Linked DNA regions of Arachis hypogaea: region 2 is linked to region 1. A link is a contact called in public Hi-C data. All regions are on one chromosome and are shown on one strand. Each heading gives the region's core, a stretch centred on a gene start, on an enhancer-like site or on the middle of the called end of the contact. The rest is flanking DNA. Distances are from core to core; before and after follow the strand shown. Region 1 holds the start of LOC112755753 (homeobox protein knotted-1-like 3). Region 2 overlaps LOC112755754 (trafficking protein particle complex II-specific subunit 120 homolog).

Region 1 (7,498 bases), core at 2,423-4,922:
TAAGAAGAAAAAATATAAAAATTAGTATGTTTATAAGAGAAAAAAAAATGCACAGCTTATTACTGTACACCCACGACAACCCCTCAGTATATATATTTCACAAGCATTCAAATGTAAACAAAATTCAAAATCCTATTCAATATACCCCATATGGTTTCGGTATATAAAATTCCTAATTATATAGGTTCACAAGCCCTAAAAGAACCCATCTTCATCAGGCCTTCAAGCAGATATAGCTTAAAATGATTCACAATATTAGCACCTTTTGTATTAATTACCATTCTTCAATAGAAACAAATGTGGTTCTTCCTCAATGTCTTCTTCTCTTGAATCCCTTTCAATGCAACATTATTAGCCAGAAAATGTTTTCTGACTTTGCTCCATTTACATATACCGATCAGCATTGTTATCACCTGCATTGTTTCTTTTTAAAAACTAAGGTTGGTTCCAAAGCTCATGCAAAATTTTAATAAAAAATAAATGAGAAAATTACCCTACTCTTTCATAAAGTGAGGTAATTAGGTGATATTACACATTAAATAAAAGAGGATTTGGCGTGTATTTTTACAAATATAAGGATGCTATATGTAATTTCGCTTAATTTCAGGAGAGGTCAGTGTAATTTACCATAAAATAAAAATGAAGTACTTTAATTAAGAAAATACCTTTTGCGCTTGCTCTTCAAGACAGTAGAAGAAGAAGGATTGCTGTGCCAATTCCTCTTCCTCTGATTGATAAACCAATTATTAATCTGCTTTAATTGCAGACCAGTTTCCTGCACCAGCCTTGCCTTATCTTCCTCCTGAAGAAATCACATAAATGTTCAGCAATCTTTATAGAATATCCAATGTGAAGGTGGGAAAAAACACATATCAATAATTTAAGAGTTTCCCCCAGAAAAAGATGTAATGGCATTATTAAGTTCTCATTTATCAAACTTACTGTGGGGTAAGGCCATTTGGAATGGGATTGCCACCAAGCTTTAAGGACAGAGGTCGTGTCGCCGGGGAGTTTTCCTGCCCGTCTCTTGCGCAAAATTTCTTCTCTTATGTCAACAATTTTCTCCTTGTAACCCTACATAACAAAATCCAAAAAATTATACTAAAAAGAATAAAAGGATTTTAACCATATGTGAAGATATTTAAAATTAAGGTACATTAAAAAGCAAAAATCATTCCCTTACATTTTTCAATTCATGCTTTAATTCTTGTCTTACACGCTCCATGAGGGACCTCTCGTTCTCTGTCGGAATAAGAGGGCCAAACCCCATGCTATCTGTTCCATCCAAACTACCGTCAAACAGATTGGCCTCACTATCAACTTGATCATCTTCGTCGTCGGACATTGTAGCCCCTGTACCTTCTCCGGGTGAAACTCCTGTTCTCATACAGCAAGTGAGAACAATTATCAGTTTAGTACTCATAAAAAACATTTACTTTTGCTGTTTATTTTCTTGTTTTCTGCAAATGAAGTCTTTTGGCTAATTAAATCAAAAGATCAAAGAACATGCTAAGAATTTGGACAACTGGCCAATGAATTATGAATTGTTTAACACTTTTGTCAAAGTTCAAACACATGAAAATGTCATTTATCTGTTACAAACCTGTAATGCATGTGGAATTAAGAAATCCAAACCCATAACTGTCTTAGAGAGAAATAACTGTCTTACAAGCATAACTTGGTTTCATTCTTGTAAGTAAATTTTAGCTTTTTCCAGAGACATTTAACTTGTATTATGAGACAGATTTTGGCACCTGTTAAACTTTGTAAGGATTGCTCGATCTCCCAACAAGCCATTACTGCTTCCATTGCGTGGACGCGGACATGCTGCTGCAATTGTTCTTTGAAGGAGCAAAGAAGCAAAACGTAGTGCGACTGCAACAAGAAGCACGAAAAAACACCCACCCGGTAAGAATAAACCAAGAAAGAAGCAAACTACCATTGCCATCAAAGAATAAATCAAGAATCAAACATATTGCAGCACTTCAAAGATGAATCATCAAAACTGCATGTATTCATTCAATTGCTGAATTCGGCGTCGAACAAAACTAAAAAATCATCTCTAAAAGTCAAATTTGATCCACTTGCTTCCATAACCCGTCAGTTTTACATCCTATAAACAAGCAAACTTCATTCTCTTCATTTCCTCTGTTCGGCTAAACAAAACCTCTGGATCAAATCCCTAATTTAATTCCCAAAAGCCCTAAAATCATAGCAAGTAATTCATTTCAGCTGCAATCTGAAATATCTTTCATCGTCCGATCCCATAATCAAAGCCAAAACAGTAATAGTAACAATCATAATTATTAAAACCATGAAGTCACTAATTTGAACGCGATAAACTCAATTAAATCCGAAAAAAGAGGAAGAATTCCGTACGAATTAATAAACCAATCAAATAACTGCAAAAACTGGAAGTCTGTTTTACTGTACAAGCATTTAAGAAAAATAAGATTCGGTATCATAAAGTCTAAACAAACAAATACGGTTATTACGTGAGTTAGAAAGAGAAGAGAAGAGAGCACTTCTGTTAAGGGCGTGTTTGCCTGGACACAGCTTTAGAGGGAGGAAAAAAAAAATAAAAGCTTCACCACGTAATTTGCTTTCCAAAACTTTGGAAGCAAAAGAAGCAAAAGAAAATGTTCTGGAAAGTTCAGAGTCCATAGTTACCGTACTCTTCAAAACAGTGAGAGGGAGAGTTACCATGAACTGGTCGAGTTCTTTGTCATCTCCAACGCCATGGCCGAAGGCAGAGTACTTGGAGACTACATTCTGTGACTGTGCCAGCTGTGCGTCGATCCTCGGCAGCTGGTCCACCGGCGTGGCGATCCTCAGGCACGCCACGTGTGCCGACAGCAGCTGTTCGTACAGAGGGTGCGCCAGTATCTCCGCCTTCCATCTTCCAACCTGCCAATTCACCATCCCTCCTCCTCCGCCGTCACCTCCGCCACCATCTCCGACGACGGCGGCCGTCACGTCCCCCTTGGCGTTGGCAATTCCGGTCTTCAAATCGACCGGTTCGAAGTTGACACCGGTAGCGTCGAGCCACGGAGATGGCTGGGATGCGGCGGAGTCGGAGGCCGTGTGGAGATTGAGGAAATTGGAGTTGGCGTTGGTGTTATTAGCGTTGGAAGTGGCGGTGGTGTTGGTGGTGTCGGTGAAGTTGGTTCGGAGGAGTGCGTTGTTGAGCCAGCTGGGAGCGGTGGTTTGGAGAGGATCGGAGTTAGGTTTGGAGTTAGGGTGGGGAGGAGAGGAAGGGAAGGTGTTGGATTGGTGGGTGAAATGGTGAAGAGGAAGGTCGTCGTGTGAGTCAGAGACAGAGAGAGGGTTGTGGTTGTGGTAAGCCATAGAGAGAGAGAAAAGAGAGAAAGAGAGAGGAAAATGATGATGATGGTGTGTGTATGTAATTGGTGAGGGTTACTATAAACGTTTATATTTAATGGTTGGAATAAGGACACCGGAGAGACAAATGGATGAGGTACTGCCCTTTTGTCTTTGTCACAGTGCTTTTCTCGGACTCGTTAATTTTCTTCTGCTACTCACCCTGCTACTGTGATTTTCCTTTCCTTTCTTTTGGCTTCCAACCTTCACTGCCGTGTAATTAATACAAAACCTTTTCTATTTTATTTTTATGTACTTATCCTCAACAATAAAAATAATAAACATATTTAATTTTGTATTGCCGATAACAAAAATAATTCATTTTTAAATTTTAAAAATCATTTTGTTACCGTACGTAAACCGTAGTCTTATTATTATAAATATAGAGAAAAAAAAATTAGACATAACAATGAATATCGTATTAGGGCAGGAGTTAGATAAAAGATTAAAAGGAAATCAAAAATATTTATATAATAAAATAAAATTAAAATAAAATTTTGAGAGAGATTAAATTGAAATTTACATATAATTTATATATAAAAAATTAAAATTAGGAGGTCATTGTCCTAGTGGTAGAGCTTAGTTCAGACAAGGGTCATGACCCTCCCCAAATTTTTTATAAAAAATTTAGTAATATTTTTTCAAAAGATAAAAAATAATTCAATTGACTTAAATATGATTGTTTGGAATATTAGGGGTGCTTCTAATAAGTTAGCCCGTGTGCATTGCAAGGAACTTGTTAGGAAATTTAGACCTGTTTTTTTTATTGTGGTTGAAACTCACTCCCCTTTTCAGCATTTAAAATTATTCTGGGAAAAATTGGGGTATCACTCTGTTGGTATAGTAGAAGCAGAGGGGCATAAGGGAGGTATTTGGTTTCTATCCTCTATGAAGGGTGTTTGTTGTAAGTTCATTGATGCTTTTGATCAGGGTGTTACTGTTGAGGTTCACTTTGATAATTTAATTTGGAGGTGTAGTGGTATTTATGGCAGTCCTCAATTTAATAAAAGGGTTCTCCTTTGGGATTATCTTGTTGCACAATCCATGGTTTTTCAAGGACCTTGGATTGTTCTTGGTGATTTTAATGAAGTCAAATTCTCTCATGAATCTAAGGGCTGTCAGTTTTCTCATCAAAGAGTAGACATGTTTGCTACTTCATTAGGGGATAGTGGTTTGTTTGATCTGAAGACTATTGGGAGGCAGTTTTCTTGGTACAGGAGGGTGAAAAATTATATTGACGTGGCAAAAAAGCTTGATCGAGTCTGTATAAATAATAGTTGGTTATCTATCTTTCCAGAGGCTTATGCAGAAGTTTTAAATAGGCTTCAGTCTGATCATTGCCCTATTCTGGTGCGTTGTAAAGGTCGTCCTCAGCCTAAAGGGAATCGACCTTTCCGATTTGTTGCTGCTTGGGCTACTCATCCTGGGTATAGGGATATTGTGAACCAGTCATGGTGGTCTGGTAATAGAGGAATTCATGGCAAGCTTTCGGAAGTACAGAAGAATTCACTAGAGTTTAACTCGAAGGTATTTGGTAACATTTTTGTTAAGAAATGTGAATTAGAGCAGCAGATTAATTATTTACAAAAGCGTTTGGAAGTGGTGGATAGTATTTATTTGCGTCAGAAAGAGCGACAGTTGCTTGATGATTATAATAATACTCTAGTGCAAGAAGAGCTCCTATGGTTCCAAAAGTCCAGAGAGCAGTGGGTAAGGTTCGGGGATAGGAATACAAGATTCTTTCATATTCAAACTCTTGCGCGAAGGAAGCATAATAAGATTCATGGCCTTTTTCTCAAGGATGGAGTGTGGGAAACTGATCCAGAGGTTCTGAGTCAAGAAGTAGAGTCTATCTATAAAAGCTTATTCTGTCATTTAGATGATGTTGATTTGGGTTGCCTTGGTGATGTGCCTCTTCCTTCTCTAAACGAGGAAGCTTGCAATAACCTTACGGCACCAGTTACTATGGAGGAAGTCAAAGCAGCGGTTTTTCACATGAACTCTTTTAAAGCTCCGGGTCCTGATGGGTTTCAAGCTTTCTTCTTCAAAGAATATTGGGAGATCATTGGTCTTGATGTTTGGAAGATGGTTAAGCAGGCATTCTCCGGTGTTCCTCTTGATCCGAGAATGTTGGAGACTTTACTAGTTCTCATTCCAAAGGTTGAATCACCGGTATCTATGAAAGATTTCAGGCCGATTAGTCTCTGCAATGTAGTTTACAAGATCATCACGAAGGTCCTTGTTAATAGGCTTCGTCCTCATCTTGCGGAGATTGTTGGCCCGCTTCAAGGAGGATTTATTCCGGGACGAGGAACTCCTGACAACATCATTATTGCCCAAGAAGTCCTCCACTTTATGAAGAAGACTAAATCAAAGAAAGGCACACTGGCATTTAAGATTGATCTGGAGAAAGCTTATGACAGAGTTGACTGGAGGTTTTTAGCTCATACCCTTAAAAGCTTTGGTTTTTCTATTCCTACACTTAATTTGATTATGAATTGTGTCACTGGTTACTCCAAAAAAATATGGAGGTTTAGGGATTAGAGATCCTTATTGTGTAAATATTGCTCTTCTTGGGAAGCTAGTTTGGACTTTCTTCCAGCAGCCAAACAAGCTATGGGTCCAATTGTTGGATGCCAAATACCGATCATCTCTATATGACTGTTTTAGTTATCCTAAGAACAAGGACTCTCCCATTTGGAGGTGTCTTTGCAAGGCTTGGGAAGTGTTGAAGGATGGGTTTGCTTGGTGTATTGGAGATTTGAACCAGAATTTTTGGTTTTCTAGCTGGAGGAAAGAAGGACGGTTATCTAATGAGATCGATTATGTTCACATTTCTGATTCGAATCTCCGAATTCAGGATATTTGGTCGGTTAGTAGGTGGCATTTGGATACTCTTTATTCTCCTTTATCTCAAAATCTGAAAGATAATATTCTTTCTTACAATCCAGATGAACAAGCAGGTCCGGAAGTGGGTTGGTATTGGAGTGGGTCTGCTGCCAAAGTCTATAACTCTCGCAATGGTTACTTGTGGTTGTGTAAGCAGCTGTTTGGTTGGGAGGAGCGGGAGAATTGGCTTTGGCTTTGGCGCCAGCTTGTTCCGGAAAAGCATAAATTTTTGGCTTGGTTGTGTCTTAAGGAGGCTCTTCCTACTGCAAGTTTTCGCTTTAGAAGAGGGATGTCGTCGTCGGATAAGTGTCCAAGATGTCTTTCTAGCCAGGAATCGGTTTTACATTGTATTCGGGATTGTCCCAAAGCTCAGCTTGTCTGGCATAGGTTGGATATTTCTTGTCATCCTTTGGATTTGAAGAACGGGTTCTTGTATCATAGCAGAGAGCATCCGTTCAAGTTCTTTTCGAGACTTTGGTGGATATGGCGAGCAAGGAATAATGACATCTTTAATCCCGATGAAACTTGGCCTCCGGAAAAAGTGATTTCTGGCATTAACTTCAAAAAAGGAGCTTAGGAATATCTTTGAATTACAACGTATGTCCCTTCCCTCTACTCTAAATGGTTTTTGGAATCCCACATCCATTGGTACTTTTAAGATTAATTGTGATGCTAGTTATTTTGGTTCGGGTGATAGTGTTGGTTTTGCTTGTGTTATTAGAGATTGTAATGGGAGCTGGCAAAGGGGGTGTTTGGGAATGATTGAGAGTAATAGTATTCTTCAAGGAGAATTGTTTGCTATTTGGAGAGGATATCTCTTAGCTTGGGATGTGGGTCAACGAGATGTTATTTGTGAGACGGATTGTGTGGAAGCATTTAATCTTGTTACTCAAGATGGTTTTGGGTTTATTGATCCACTGGTGCTCAAAATAAGAGATATCATGCATTGGAATTGGTGGGTTGACTTTCGTTTGATTATGAGAGATGCAAACACGGTGGCAGATACTATGGCAAAGATGGCGATGAAGTTACAACTTTCGCATGTGGAGCTTCTTTCACCTTGGGAAGAGTTTAAGAGTAGTCTTAAACGGGACTGTCCCTCTATTTAGGCAGTTCCTTGTTTTGTTTGTTTTGTTTTTCTTTGTTTAATTTATTTCGGTCACCAAAAAAATACTTTACTATGACTTAAAATATCTAATAAGTTCAATAAATAACACTCTCTCTATCT
Region 2 (7,498 bases), core at 3,052-5,551, 70 kb after region 1:
AAAAAAGAAACAATAATGCTAGAAACCAAGATGATTTCAGTCAAATATTTTTGGATGAATTCAAAATCTCTATGTGAATGGTGTTTATGCTAGGCATTATGATGTTTTTTTTTTTTATAAATTGGATGGTCCTGAATCTGTTTTTTGATTTATCATGTTTTAGGCATTTGGAGAGGAAATGAGGGTGAAAAGACGGAAGCTAATTGAATCAGTTTCCGTGATTCACGTTGCAATGATACTGAACGTATCTCCTCCTAATTTGAATGTGATAAAACATTTAATAACTAATATTTTAAATCATAAATAAATAAAACTAATTATTATATTTATAATTAATTAAGTTGTTCTATTCTTGACTGTTTTGGAATTGGTTCCATATATTTTTTCAAAAAGAAAAGGGAAGAATATTGTAGTGAATACAATAAAGCCACGTGGGAGAAAACAGCGATGAATTGATAGGAAATTAATTGATGTATGATACATAAGTACATAAATAACAATGAAATTTCATCACGATGACCCAACAAATAAAATAAAATAAAATGTTGCAATATGGTTTTAAACAAAAGAAGATAAAGGGTCAATGTGAATTTGGAATGAAACTTCCGCATTTGTATAGAAGAAGCTAGAAAACTTAGAATTAGAATGTGACACAAAATTGAAGGTTAATAATAAGGAAAACATTTCAATTCCCCTATAGTTGAGATATAGTGCTATACTAAATTTTAACCATGCATGTCATATTATTGATGAATTGATAGGAAGCAAGGGTTGATATTTGGACATTCAATCATTTTCAAAGTAACATATTTTAATTCCCTTATAATATATTCTTTTGGGTCACTTTCCCTGTCCATTTAGGTAACGATATGGCCTTATATTGTTTCCCTTCTCCCAACCAATGAGAGTGACCTAATTCTCAATGCCATTTTTCTGCCTCCCTCAGCTCCTATAACCATGGACACCCATCACAACCAACATTTTTAACCTTACATGTTAGATATTATTATTATTATTATTATTATTATTATTATTATTATTATTATTATTATTATTATTATCGTGTTAATGTAAAAAAAAAAAAAAGAAATTCAATCGTATATATTGTGACATTAGTAAAAAAAAATTGTTATTTTACACACCAAAATTAGTCATTATAATATTTATATATAAATATATCTGTAGTTTAACTAATTTTAAATATATATTTTATATTTTAATATATATTCTATTCTAATAACTAATTTTAGTATATATCAAGTATAATTATTAGTACAAATATCTTACTCAACTGCTCTTAATTTATTTCTAGATAGTTTTTCTCCTAGATAACTACATCAGGTTTAAATCCCAGCAATAAGTGGGTTGTACTTGAAGAGTCTTCACTAATGTGTGTTAAGTGCGTGTATGTATGACTAAATAAAAAAAAATATTCAAAAGTAATTATTAATTAGTTTATTTATTTATTTAAATAAATATCAAGAGTTTAAATTGATAGTTTATTTTATTTTATTTTTTTTTGGAAAAACCTTCGTCACATATTCACATGAGTATCCAAGAACATCATAATGGCTTCAAAGCAATGAAATGTGAGAAAAGAATAATAATCACACATTTTTTTTTTTAATTGATATCAAAATTGAAGAAGACGATTAAGTCTTTTTCCATGGACACGTAAACCTCAAAGGTGTTAGTTGTGCATATCTACCATTTATATAACATCAGAAATTGAAAGTGGACAAAATATAAAAATATATATAAAAAAAATACAACGGCAAGATAATTTCTATTTTATAGAAAAAATAACGTGTCACTTTATTTTAAATATTAATTATATATGGAATATATATTATAATAAGCAAATGTTTTAGTGTTGATACAAATTGTTATGATCACATGCTACACATTGAAAGGGAGACCACGTCTAAAGCTTTTAAGTTTGCTTGATATAAATGTTTCCGCCACCTGAAACTTTTTTATTTTTACCTAAGAGGATCCATCATCTACTATCGAGGGTCAAATCATAATGATAATTATATTTCTTCAAAGTAATGATTAACAACTAAGAAAGCAATGACAAGAAAACCTAAGAAAGCAATAGTCAATTCGATTAGTCATGATCAAAGCTTAATTAACATCCATGCACCATTAAAAAAATTTCTTACCAATTAAAAAAAAAAAAGTACTTCCATCACATGAACTAAAACTAAATATTTATGCCCCGTGCAAGAAGTACCATATATCATTAAAAGGGAGTTTCTTCGATCTAGACTTCCGAAAAAAAAAACAAAAAAAACAAAAACAAAAGGAAAGCAGAAACTAAAATAAAGATGATTAAATGTATGAAACTTCTGTTTCGTCCTTTTTGCTTTTAAACCAAGAGTCTCGTTAGGAGAACCAAAATTCTATAGTATGAGGCGGACAAGTTATTATAGTTAATTTTATTTTTTAAAAAGGTTAAAATGTTTTATCTTTAACTTTTTAATATAATTAACTTATTAATATTTATAAAATTATTGATTGAAAAATAGATAAATTTACATATACTAAAACTATGCTAAATAATTAAAATAGATTTAAAAATATGTAACTGAGTACTGATGATGAGTCAATATCAGCTATTTTTTTTATAAAATTTTATTTTAAAAACTGTTAAGTGTCTAGTATTTTTCTTCTTTGTTTTTACTTTATATTTGAATTAATACTAATTAATTTTTTATTTTTTAAAAAGTTGATCAATAATATTCTAAAGATGCAAATAAAACTAACCAACCAAGCACAATAGTATAGCTAGGTTTTTCACATCCTTCTTTTTAATGATACAAAAACTAATTTAAAGATAATTCACGAGATATAACATAAAAATAATGTTGAAAATTATTACAAGATAGAAACAATTTCAAAATATCTGTTTCTATTAATTCCTTCTTTTCTCCAAAACAAATTCTGTCCACACTGTTGTTCTTCAAGGTGGACAATAATTAAAAAGCTACCTAATATAACAAGACACGTAGCTTGATATATATGTTACTATTGTTTTAACTTTTAAACATGGTTATCCAAAAAAAATGGAAGTTGGTAAAATGTCAAAACATTGATGGTCCTGTATTGTAGTATTTCCATGAAGTCAACTAAACATGAAAATCAATTAATGATGAAGACTCCGTGGCAATTCACTACGTAGTTTCAAAGTCACCAAATAACAAAAGTTGATTTGTTTTCACATTTTTATATTTTTTTGGTTTTTTTTTTCCCAAGAAACAAAGAGAGTCTATTTCACATGCTACTATCCTTGTTGAAAAAGGGTGTGTGTGTGTGACAATTAAGCTGCTATTTCGGTTGGTTGCTTGTTATGAATTAAATGATGCCTCAACTTTGTGCCACCAAATAAATTAGAGACTCTCCTAATTAAAATGGTCCAATCTTAAATTTGTGGTAACTTTTGCAATTGGCAAGTTATAATGAAAAAGTAAATAATTAATTCTTCTACTAAAACAACAGTGAAAGCAACTCACACCCTAATTTGTCATATTCAAAATCAAAACCTTAGATACTTGAACCATTACAGAATTTAAAAGAAAAATTAATTAAAGGATTTAGTTAATAAATATCTTAAAAAATTTAAGCTTTTTTTTTATATTTTTAATAAATTTTGAATATATTAATGTATTAAAAATATAAAAAGGTTATTATTTTAAGTGTCCTTAACAAATACACTCAAAACATTTGCTAACTATTTCCTTTATTACAATCAAAGTCTCGTTTTGATGCGAAATTGTGGTAGATTCTCTAGAGGTGTTTTAGTTTATTATTGATTAGAGGAAGAATTCATTATGAGTAGGGCATTGGGGTCTAAATGTTAATTTTAAATAAGGGCGTTTGCAAGGTTATGACAATATAAAGACAAGGAATTCAGCTCGTACCTTCGAGGTTTTAAATTTAAACCATATTATCATCAATATATAAAAAGAGTTGAAAGTTGAAATAATTTTCGAAAGACATATTGAGTATTGACCAACATAGCCTGAGTATTTTCCGTTTTTTGTTTTTGGAAAACCAACAATAAATAGGCCCACGAATCATGGGTATCTAAATTATCCAATACCAAGAAAATGTGTGGGCCAAGGCTTGGTGTAGTGGCAATATTTAACATATGCAGCAGGTTTCATGGAAGTCCAATACTCTGAAACAATAAACTCTTAACTACTTGGGATTATTGGATTGACCGTTGTCTCCCAACCAGTAAACTTATCTATACAAGAATGCATGACCCGCAACTGAAGCATGGATGATATCATAGATTTGACTGCCTTTTAAAGAGCTACACCCTGACCCAAAAAAAAAAAAAAGATACACCAAGTTCAAATTCCAACTAAGACTGAGATGAGATTTAATAACCTTTAGTGTGTGAATTGTGTATTTAATAATAAATTTGAGCATGTTGGCAACTATCGCATCACAGCACAATCGAATTTGACATGATTTACAGTTGAAACCTCAATGTCTTCAGTTGGATTCTTAATTTGGAGAGCACAGCTCCAAGAAATATCAATCAGAAGAACCCAGGGGGATCATATGAAAAACTCGTACAAATGATAACACCCTAAATCTACAAAATATAAGCTCATGAAGTTCACATCGTATTCATAGACAAAAAATGTCAAGCAGTTCCGTGAACACGAACGTGATACGGTGGTCCCCGGCAGAAAATTGGCTCGGATGGTGAGGTGGCCTTTGCACGAGCACGTAGAATGTCGCTTGGATTATCAATCACTGCTGCGGCTAATAGTGTGTACTCTCCCGGGACAAGAAAATGCAAGCAGAAAGAATGTTTGATTTGTTGAAGTGGGGGAATTTCCACACTGATGTCACTTAGAACACCTGAAAAACATTGATTATAGCAAAAACATAATAGTGTTAGAAAAGTTTACAAATGCATGCCAATTGCAGAAAGTGGAAAGCAATTATTATGGGCATTACCTGTCCATAAAACAGTTGCTTTGGTTCCATCGACACAATTCTCCCCAGCTACATCTCTGCATGTAATATTGAAATTGATTTTGATCATATCCTTTGTGTTATTACGAACCAGAACCTCCATTGGCGTCATTTCATGTGCAATCACTGAACCTCTGGAAGCAGAAGATTCGACGATATTAGATTCTTTATCAGGATCAGGTTTTTCTGATTCAACATCATGTCCAGTGAGCCTGAACATGAAAGTCAGTGGATCTGGCAGCAGGACATCCATGATTGATGTCTGCAATGCTGCCTGGATCGCGTCCTTGATATTCAACTCGCCAGAGCTATTACGTCCCGAATGCCACCGGACCTTGATCCTGGAGATAAGGCTCTTGATACAAGCATTGAGCTCGGCTTTTGTGTTCTTTTGAGAGAAGGGTGTGCTTCTGCCATCTGCCTGATTGTCCCTCATGAAAAAGGAATCATCAAGAACAGGTAATTTGAAATGCTTGAGTGGCACTAGAACCCTTGCCGAGCAATCCCTATCGATTCTTGTCTTAGGATAGCTGTGTTCAGCAGCATCCTGATCAACAGAATGATTTCCCTCGTTGCTAGATTTGTCTAGTTTGATGGAGACATTGATTTCAAACACAATGTCAGTTGGATTAGATAACTCGAGTTCGAGAAATCTCAGTCCCCAACTTCCTCTGGAAGGATTTATCTTCACCAATTTGTCCATGTTTGTTGTAGAGTCAAAATGTCCTGTGGAATCTAGATCATCAACCTTGGGAAGATTTTCACCGACATGGGCAGGAAATTCCATTGAAAGAAGCTGAGCCTTTACGAAAGACAAACCCTGCAAAACACAAATCTGCAAGGGAACAACAAGGCGTCTGCCAGGGGGCACAGTAGATGCATTTGCTGGAGTATCTCCAGTGGTTTGAAGTGGTCCTGAAACAAAAATGGAAAGAGTATTATTATCATTCTCCTATAAAGAATGCAATCTGCCACATGCTGGAAGATCCATAGTGAACCTTATTTTATCCACATATATGGACTGCCCATGATGGAATAATATACAAGAGAACACCGATGTAACCTAAGTAGCACATGTACTGACATGGACCCTTGACACAACATGGACAGAGACACTAACTCTTCTAATAGCAGAATACAAACACCCATTTGTATATTAAAAATTGTTCAAGATGTCTATATATTCAAAATTTACAAGCATCAAGGTGCAAATATTTACCACTTTGTAAGCTCCTCACATGGGACATATGATTAGTACTTTCAATAAAAAAATATGGGATATCAATACTTAATATTGGATGCATGTCTGATGTGTGTCATATTCTGTCTGTGACTTTCACACACTGACGTGTAATGGACCAGCCATGCACCAATAAGTTGGCATCTCTGGAGGAGAGGAAGACAAGGGAAAATTGAAAAAGGGGAATGACAATGATTCAAATGTTGAGGTCCACTAATATAACGTTTCATCTTAGCATGTTCTGATGCAACTACCACAGAGTGATTAGTCTCATGTTTTGGATCGAAATAAAGGTACAAAGAAATGGGAGCAGACAGTATAAATTGCAAAACTAAAGCCTACATGGCTACATTGAGAATATCTATGCATATTTGACAAATATATAACTCTAAAAGGGCCATTAACACCACCAAAAAGGAGGTAAAAGATAAATTGATGAAGAAGAAAGCAAGAAACAATCAGAATCTGTGTTTTTAAAGTGGTACCAGCATAGTGGATCATAAGTGATGGACTGCTTCCATCTTTGATGTGCCTCACATTGCTTCCAGAGACAGCCTTCCCACCACCAGCATCAACATCCACTGATCCAACCTGCCAGGCTCGCAAGGTCACACGAATTGTCACTTCAGCACCAGGCTTTAGAGGGAGGCAAGATTTTAAAGTCTCACTAGAATATGAAATCACAGAATCTTGATTTTTCCCTGACAGTGAAATATGCGCCTGCTCAATTGCAACTGTGCCTGCATTAGCCAGACTTATCCATATATCACGAATTTCACCTTCATATAAAATGATGGCACCATCACCTCCAACAACACGTGATATCAGCAACGGAAGTGGTGGAACTACAGAAATATTTGGAACTGTTACATTCTTCAACTTTGGAGATCCACAAGATCGGAAAGGGTCAGAAAGGACAAGCCCTTGGGTGGCCCCAAGAAGCAGATTGTCAACCTCTTTAAAAAGATGCTCAGTAATAACACCAAAACAATGAACAATGCACCCAGGAATTGTAACCGGCCCCACTGATGTTGGAATGCCTGATAAGGTGATCACTTTCGATGAATTTGGCAAGAGTTTTACACTCATGGGAAAAGCATCTAAGTTTCCTGAATGAACAGATAGGTATATGCTGTCAACCCTTAAATCAAAGCCACATGGGTTTGCCAATTCCACCATGACCTGGATAGGCTCTCCAACAACCCAGATAAGTTCTTGCTTCTTGACATTGATTGGATCTCCTTTACTGAAGGGTGTATA

What was found. Hi-C and Micro-C count contacts between places; a contact is called where the count stands out from the background.
Region 2: a Hi-C map of leaf shows a contact between it and region 1, with 2.9 times the contacts expected there. The contact joins the enhancer-like site here to the promoter of LOC112755753 in region 1. A contact is called at or near these places in 4 of 8 Hi-C or Micro-C datasets (leaf and an unstated tissue).

Annotation. Positions count from the first base shown.
Region 1 is chr6:112,042,255-112,049,752 of arahy.Tifrunner.gnm2.J5K5, forward strand. LOC112755753 (homeobox protein knotted-1-like 3) reads right to left here and starts at 3,673. Exons shown (of 6, transcript XM_072197703.1): 1 at 2,671-3,673; 2 at 1,755-1,875; 3 at 1,184-1,377; 4 at 943-1,074; 5 at 666-802; 6 at 1-413. The coding sequence starts at 3,348. The coding sequence ends at 410.
Region 2 is chr6:112,111,555-112,119,052 of arahy.Tifrunner.gnm2.J5K5, forward strand. It overlaps LOC112755754 (trafficking protein particle complex II-specific subunit 120 homolog), which reads right to left. Exons shown (of 10, transcript XM_025804048.3): 8 at 6,724-7,498; 9 at 4,981-5,913; 10 at 4,380-4,881. The coding sequence ends at 4,661. Among protein-coding and RNA genes, the nearest start is that of LOC112755754, 8.7 kb to the right of the region's middle. Within about 2 kb of position 4,302, at least 3 of the 3 cell types and tissues checked have open chromatin away from gene starts, as enhancers often do.